Regions from separate parts of the Ovis aries genome. Here region 2 is linked to region 1. A link is a contact called in public Hi-C data. All regions are on one chromosome and are shown on one strand. Each heading gives the region's core, a stretch centred on a gene start, on an enhancer-like site or on the middle of the called end of the contact. The rest is flanking DNA. Distances are from core to core; before and after follow the strand shown. Region 1 holds the start of PAFAH1B1 (platelet activating factor acetylhydrolase 1b regulatory subunit 1). Region 2 overlaps PAFAH1B1 (platelet activating factor acetylhydrolase 1b regulatory subunit 1).

What was found. A called contact is a pair of places that touch in the nucleus more often than the background predicts.
Region 2: a contact with region 1 is called in a Hi-C map of hypothalamus, with 1.8 times the contacts expected there. The contact joins the enhancer-like site here to the promoter of PAFAH1B1 in region 1. A contact is called at or near these places in 5 of 16 Hi-C or Micro-C datasets (blood, hypothalamus, muscle and 1 more).

The regions. Positions count from the first base shown.
Region 1 is chr11:23,394,687-23,398,744 of ARS-UI_Ramb_v3.0, reverse strand. PAFAH1B1 (platelet activating factor acetylhydrolase 1b regulatory subunit 1) reads right to left here and starts at 1,833. Exons shown (of 12, transcript XM_060395321.1): 1 at 1,450-1,833.
Region 2 is chr11:23,461,647-23,465,704 of ARS-UI_Ramb_v3.0, reverse strand. PAFAH1B1 (platelet activating factor acetylhydrolase 1b regulatory subunit 1) reads right to left here. Exons shown (of 12, transcript XM_060395321.1): 12 at 3,223-4,058. Among named protein-coding and RNA genes, the nearest start is that of CLUH, 26 kb to the left of the region's middle. Within about 2 kb of position 2,069, at least 6 of the 54 cell types and tissues checked have an H3K27ac peak or open chromatin away from gene starts, as enhancers often do. A contact at or near this core is called in hypothalamus, where this site is marked.

The DNA.
Region 1 (4,058 bases), core at 584-3,083:
GCTCCACTGCAGCAAAAAAAAGGAATTAAAAAAAAAAAAAAAAAATTCAAGCAAATACTACCGTGGCAAAAGGGGAGAGATGACATTACTGGTATGAAAGGCCCAAGCACGGTCTCCTCCGCCCTAGGCTCAAAATGAAATTCACACAAAACAACCCACCCCCCAACAAAAATAGAATTACCAAAAACGGCACAATTGTTTTGTTTAGCCTTTAAAACCTTATAAATCTCAAGGATTGTGTGTTAAAGTAGAGGTCGGAAGAACAGTAACATCTTTCTTCTCTCCCGATTGCCTCTTAAGGAAAGGGGGAGGGGGGGACCTTGGCATGACATCGCCCATTGAGAACGGAGACCACAAATCTGGTTCTTCGCTTCCAAAGCACAATTTCTTAACCAAAAGACTGATATAGATTGGACCCAAACGGCAACCCCAAAAGAAAATTTCCCGTCTTCCTCCCAAGGAGTTTCTTGCTAAGTCACGGAAGAAAGGCAGAACAACAAATAAAGCCAAGCCACCTTCCTCCCTTGTCTCAGATGCTGAAAAACCTCCTCCTCCTCTCCACTCTTCTGTTTAGAGACGTGCTGTTAAAATTTGCCCACCACCTCAAAGGCATTTTCTCACCTGGGAGGTTAAGGCAGGCACTGCGTTTCCTATACGAGTGGGGAGATTCGAAGGAGAATGGCTGAGGGCCTCGAAGCTCAGTGTTACAACGTCAAAAGGCAGCTCCCGTTGAAGGAGCCGACGGCAGAAAAGAAAATCCTGCCGGATTTGGTGGGTGGATGCTGCGGATGGTTCGGTGGGGTCAGGCCGCTCCTCCTCAGTGGGTGCAGGGGCTGAACCACCGCACAGGGGAGCCAGGGAAAGGCTGGACCATCCTTCTCAGGTCAACTCCATCCTAAGGACAGGTGGGGGACGGAACGCCTGCAGGCCGGTGGACAGTGCCGAGGCGGCTTGAGCCCGCTCCCTGAGCGCCAGCCGCGGGGTGGGGTGGGGACTGCGGGGCTTCTCTTCCGCGGACAGGGAGAGGAGAGCCGAACCCTCTCCCCAAGATCTGAGAGCGACCTGCTCTCCACGCCCTTCCTACCCAAGAATACTTTTCTTGCTAAGTCACCAAGGGAGGAAGGCGATCCCTTCCCGGGGAAGGCCGCGGGTGGAGCCGCGGCGGCCCTGGCACCCCCAGAACCCGGGCCAGGGAGGAGGGGAGCGAGGGCAGCGCCCTACCCGGCCTGTCCCCCCCTCCTCCCGTGTCTCTCACTCAACGGCCGTCGCGGCCGCCATTTTGAGAGCGAGGAGAGAAGAAGAAGGAGGAGGAGGCGGCGGCAGGGGGAGGGGAGAATGGGAGGGAGGGGACCGGCGCAGCCACATCGTCAGGCCGCCGGGCCCGGCCCGCAGCCGCCCGAGCGCGGTGGAGAAGACATAAGGGAGGGCGCAGACCCTCGCCCGCCTTACCGGAGCGCTGCACCGCCGCCTCCGCAGGGCCTCTTCCGTCCTTCACTCCCATCCACCGGCGGGGGAGGGGGAGAGGGAGAGGGAAGGGAGGAAGGAGGGAGGGAGGGAAGGAGGGAGGGGGAGGATGGCGCGCTGGGCCCGGTCCCGGGGAGGGGGAGGGGAGGGGAGCGGGCGGGCTCCTCAGCCGTTCCGGGGCTCGAGCCTAAGCCCGCCGCTCGCGATGGCTCTGAGCTCGCGCCCGAGCGCTCCCCTCCTTCTTCTTCTCGCTCCCTGGACCCCGGGGTCGCTGCTCGTCCGCTCGCTCACTCGCTATCTCGGCCGCTGGACTCCGCCGCCGCCCCGCCGCTCCAGCTCCGTCTGTCACAGGAGCTGCCCCAACGCCCTGACGTCACCGCGCCGCCGCCGCCGCCGCCGCCGCCCCAGACCCGCGGGGAAGAGGGAGGGGAGGGGGGCCGGGAGCGGAGGAGGGGCTGCGGCGCATGCGCCGGCCAGGGCCGGGCCCTGAGCCGGGCTGCCTTCCGCTTAGCAGGCTGGCGGGCTGATGCTGCTTGGCGATGTAGAGAGCTGGGGTGGGGGACAAGTGTGCGCAAGAGGTACTTTCGCTCAGCACGCATCTCCAACCTGTGCAAAGGCTCTCAGTAACCTTTTCCTAGACCCTCGTCTGACTGCTGCGGCCCCTGGTGAACTCCGGCCGTCTTCACCTCCACGCCCTGCTCTTGCTCGCGAACGGAGAGCTCTCCGTTTTCCCCGGCCAACAGCAGGGACCATCTGGCACCGTGGATTCCGGGCCCCAGTGGGCTTCAGAAAGCGGAGCCCGGGCCAGGATATCGCCCCTTCTACCTTCGGCCTTCGGGTTTATTTCTCACGGACCGGGGAGAGGGACGGGGAGTAGATTGGGTTAGTCTGGGGAGAAGAGCTGTTGAGGTTAAAAGCCTGCTGGGATGCCTGGTTGTTAGAGATTTTTTAATTTGAGAAAATTTGCTTTCAGATGTGATTCAGCTATTCTTTTCCTTAGTCACACGCAGGCATACACACATCTGCGACTCTGGAAGTCTCGAAACTGATGCCCAAAGAAACACCTGGAACTTTATCCCTACAAGGCTTGAGCGCGCGCGCTCACGTGTGTCGTGTGTGTGTGTGTGTGTGTGTGTGTGTGTGTGTGTGTGTGTTTACTGTTTGGGGGAATGAAATAGATGGCAGATGAAATCTTGGAGATTTATAGGCAAATGTGTTCCACACAAACATTTGATTTAAAAGATGCCAGATTTGAGGTTCTAGATTATCCTACGTGGAATATTCTTTTATTAAGAGTTACCTAGTGTGATCATCTCATCACTAATTTATATTGTCCAAGGAAACTCTTTGCCTGAAACATAGGTTTAGGCTTGTGTTTATTGATTTTATTGTTTTCCTTTTGTAGGTAAATACATTACCTTTGAGAAACTACTGGGTTAATGGCAGAACCTGAATGTGTATCCTGGACCAGCAACATAAAGGAAGTGTGGCCTTGGTTAAATTACTGTGTCTAGCCCCGTTTCTCTGTAAAATAGACGTATAAATTATAAAGCTTTTGTGAGAATTAGGAAATGCTGCATGTGTATAGTATATGGCTTTAGTAGGGAGTCACAGGCAACTCATGTAACAATTACTTTTACTTGATAGCAAAATAAGTTTCCTTTTAAGAAGGTTTTAAGTCTCTAACTCTGCAGATGTTCAAGAAAAATATGAATGAATTGCCTGGAAGTTTTGGGTTCTACCCTTCCTGAAGGCAGGGAAGGAAATCAAATGGTCTCTGGTATGTCTTTTCCCGGTTTACAGTTCTGGGATTCTCTGGTTGGGCAAGGACAACAAAATGAGGCACAAAAGTCTGGTCTGTGCCGCATCCAGTAACTGTCAATAAAGCTGAAATAAATTAACATCCCTTGTTCTAAGAATCCATCTTAAGTTCACTTTTACCTTTTAAAGTGCATGTTATTGCCTGACATCACAGTATTAAAATTTAATCACCTGAGTATATCAGTTCTTTATTTCTTAAATGAATAAACTAAAAGCCAACAAAATTGCCCAGAAATCAGAATCACATTTATAAACACTGATTTAATACAAATAGGTAGCACTAACCCCAATACTTTGAGCTCATAGACTCAGGTAATCAGAATAATTTAAAATGTACATTATGTAATTATGAATTAAATTGAGATCAGGTTTTAGTTTTATAGCAATCCTTCAAAACACAATAGACTCACTTGGGAGGAATGCGTAAAAACTGTCCCTGGATTATAATTTTTCTGAAAACTGTGTGTGTGCTTAGCTTAATATGGAGAGATGTGTTCTGGTTCTCTGCACTTTCTTTTCAGTTTCTAAAGTGATAGATTCATCTTAACAAACACTTGTCTGTTGAGAATGGAGAATTAGGCCATCTATGCTATTAATCATAATTCATAAGAAGGACTTCTATAGAACCTACTGCATCCATTCAGGAAACATTTAATAATGAATAATTTGGGTAATGTTTCTTGAAAAACAGTGAGTGTAAACATCCATTTTACTTACCACAATCTAACAATCTCCCCATTTATTTGAATTGCAAATCTTTATTTTTCCAGCAG
Region 2 (4,058 bases), core at 820-3,319, 67 kb before region 1:
TGATTATAGTTTTGATTTGCATTTCTATTAACTTTGTTGAGTATCTTTTCATATGCTTGTTGGCCATCTGTATGTGGGAAACTGTCTATTTAGTTCTTATGCCCCTGTTTTGATTGGGTTGTTTGGTTTTTATGTAATTGAATTGTATGAACTGTAAATTTTGGAAACTAAGCCCCTGTCAGTGGCATCATTTTCATTTTAAATGTGAATATTGTGAGAACTGGTAGACTTATGAGTAATTCCTACTTAGCCTAAAGGTGAGAATAAGGTATCCTGATGTGGCCTGAGTATTTTCTGGTCCCTACTTCCAGTGTCAACACTAGCAATCAAACAAGGCATGCATGATCAGGATACCTTATAGAGGACCAGGGGGCCTCCTCCAATGGAAACAACTACATTAAACAGGCAAACCCATTGATTAAAGAACTCACTGAGATGCAGGCCATTCAGGGCACAGTTACCCTAAGAATAGTCATTTCGGATAGAATGAATGAGGAGCCTTTCTGTGTTGCCAGTGTGGGCAAGTTGTTATCGATTCCCAGCCTCTACCTACCCCATTCCTAATGGTCACCCCACAGTGGAGTTGGCTGTATGGTGACAGAGAGGGCCTCAGGGGTGGGTGGGATGAGGGTCTTTCCTGTGTTACTAAAAGTAGGTTAAAGAATGTTTGTTTGAAAGATGTCAGAAGGCCCTCCCTACACTTAGTTAATTAGATGCTTATGCTTAATCTAAGCATAACCAGTTAAGGGAAAGAGCTAGTGCATTTGGGTTCAAGTCCTAGTTCACTCTTTAAATAGCTCCAGCTCCATACCCTTCGCACATGTAAGGCCTCACCCTAAGTGAGCCTCTTTTCTTGTAGGTAAAAATGTGCTAATATGCACCAGCAGGGGGAGGTCTATGTGAGGAAGAGGGTGTGTTGAGAAGTGTTGCCACCTGACAGGCAATCAAATTTTGGATATCGTCACTTCAGAGGACTGGTGACCCGGTGGGGATGATGACAAAGTGTTTTGAGAAAGTAATGGTTTTTTTATTCTTAGTAAGAGTGATCTCAAAACATTCCTAGGAGTGTCTGCATGGTATGTCTAAACAGTTTCAGGAAAATGCAGTCTTTAACTGTGAGTATGGCAAAGTGTTGAACTTATTCACTCAAAAATTCACTTTTAGTTATGTTTCTGATATGGTGAGGAAAAAATGAAGTGTTTCCATTCAGCCCCTTCATTTACTGGATTTATGTATAAAAGATCTTGGAAAAGCAGTTCTTTACTTTGGTGTAAGAGAAAATCCTTGCCCTTTTTCCTTGAATATAATTATCCTGTGTTTACATAAGAAATAATAAACTGGAGATGGGAATGGGAAGAAAAAAAATACAAAGGAACAAACCCATGTGTCAAACCGTCAGTGAAAAAGAGGTCTGAGTTCAAACCCCAGCTGGAGGGCCCATGGACCACCAGTGACTTGTCTTAATGTTTTCTTCAATGAAAATTTCGTTCAGCCATTTAGATCAGTGGTTCTCAAACTTAGCAGAATCAGAATCATCTGGATGGTTTGTTACAGTAGATTTGCTGGATCTCACCTGTCCATTGGCTTCCCAGGTGGCACAGTGGTAAAGAATCTGCCTGCCAATGCAGGAGATGCAAGAGACCCGAGTTCAATCCCTGGATTGGGAAGATCCCCTGGAGGATACGGCAGCCCACTCCATTATTCTTGCTCGGAAAATCCCACGGACAGAGGAGCCTCGCGGGCTATATAGTCCATGGGGTTGCAGAGTTGGGCACAACTGAGCACACATACACACACCACCACCACACCTGTCTAGAGGGCCGCAGAGTCACACAACGGAAGCGACAAAGAGTGTACCCATGCACCGTCTCGGATATAGCAGGTCTAAGCTGGAGCCTGAGAACTCCATTTGTGATGAGGTCCCAGGTGACACTGGAATAGGGAGCGCAGAGTCACTTTCCTCAGCAGTGAATTGCCCATCTATTCGCAAGACAAGGTTCACCAGACTAATAGACAGAGCTGCCACACCCAGGATACAGCACCAGTTCTCCACCAAATCTTCCTGACCTCATCCTATGTCAGGAACACACACAACCGTCAGTCTTGTTAAGCTTGGTGTGTGACAAACCAGTAGGTTTTGAACAGCTAAGTGCACTTCAGGATAGTTACACTCAAGCTGGAACTCCACCTTGAGGGAATGTGGTCAGGCTCATCTGAATCTGACTAGGGGAAAAGAACCCTGTGAGGAAATTGAAAAGCTGCAAAACCCAGGAAACTCTTATCTTCAAGCAAAGTTCTTGGTGCTCTTGGCCCAGCCTCTCATTTGGAGGAGCAGGGGGTAGAGAGGCCACTTTCCTAAAAGGCAGGATGACAGCTGGGGTGTAAGAAGCCACTACATCACCAACTTGTCCTTTGCTGAGACCTCACAGGTGCCCTAGACACTATGGATGCTAGCTGGGCAGTAGCACAGGGATGAAAAGACAGCGCATAGAAAGCCGTGGGGCATCTGCGGGAAAGGGTGGGGATTCTTGGTACATTTCGACCAAACTTAAACAGCATTAGAATAGACCCTCATGCTGGGAAGATTGAGGGCAGGAGGAGGGGGGTTACAGAGGATGAAATGGTTGGATGACATCACCCACTCAATGGCCAGGACTTTGAACAAACTCCAAGAGATGGTGAAGGACAGGGAAGCCTGATGTGCTTCAGTCCACGGGGTCCCAAAGAGTGGACACAACTGAGCAACTTAACTAGTTATCTCCAAGAATCCAAGACCACTGGACAGAATAAAAAGGCCCACTCATTAGCAAGCAAAAGGCAGTCGAGTCACTTCTCCCAGGGGGCCCTGACCGCCACTCCAGGACCAAATCCTTGCAAGGGGGTTTTAAAATGTCCTTCCTGGCCTCAGCTGTAGCCACTGTCAGAAACAGCTGCTGGAGGGAAGGGCAGAGCCTTAGAAAACGGCCTGAAACTGCTCAACCCAATGGGTTGTGCGAGCCGCTGCAGCTGCACTCCTAGCTCCCTCCCACAAAGCGGGTGAAGGAGGCAGACAGCAAAGGCAGAGCTGGCTCCGTCCTAAGGCAAGGCCCTGCTGCCCTGCCAGCAACTTGCTTTTTACTCTCCCTGTGACTGGTGCTGAACACAACCCTGCTTCCTACTGGGACTCAATTTAAAAGGTTTTTAATCTGTGCACAAAAACACCGGAAAAATAAAAATCACATCTAGTTTTATAGGCATTTAATAGTTTACCAATTGGTACAATAAGATTTTTTTAATATGCAGAAAACATGAATAAATCTTGTTTTACACAGTCTGAGAGCAACAAATCTTACTGTAAAACACAAGAGCAATATTATATACATTCCTTTACTGATTTTTTTAATTGTGTCAATATCTTCAGTTAACTCTTACAATCTGGGGAACGGTTTTCTCCAATCACCACCTCTGTAACTGTTCGTTCGCATGAGATCAACGTTCGCCTTCATGTCAGTGTCGGGATCAACTTCTAAACTCGAAGATTATGTGTGTGTTTCTACCATCTTCAGAGTGAGCTTTAGGGACGCCTGAAGTATAGGCAGGACAAGAAAGCAGCTACTTACATGATAGAGTGAAAGATTAAAAGGCCAGTTCAGTCCAGTTGTGACTTGTAAATCCAGCTTGCCCTCCCCCCACCCCACTGGAAAAAACTGAAACCTTTTTCACCGATTTTGTACATGTTGCTTCTCTTACCAGGTGATTCTTCTTTGCATCACCTAGATTAGTTAACACACTGGACTTATATACAGCTGGACAGAGAATAAACTATCTTTTCAGTGCTGTTTCCTTCGACAATTTTATTTTCAGTTGCTTAAGGATTATCAAGCCACCACTGTCAACAAAACGAAATATTCTTCTAAATAGTTTTTCTTTAAATAAATTAAAAAAAAAACTATTTAATGAGTGATATTATCTGGAAGTTCACAGAGAAACAGAAAGAGGCAAACAGGAGAGCAGGGCACCGACAGTAGGGAGACTGGGCTTGGCGGCCTAGAGCCAAAGCTTCCGGGGAGACGACAGCG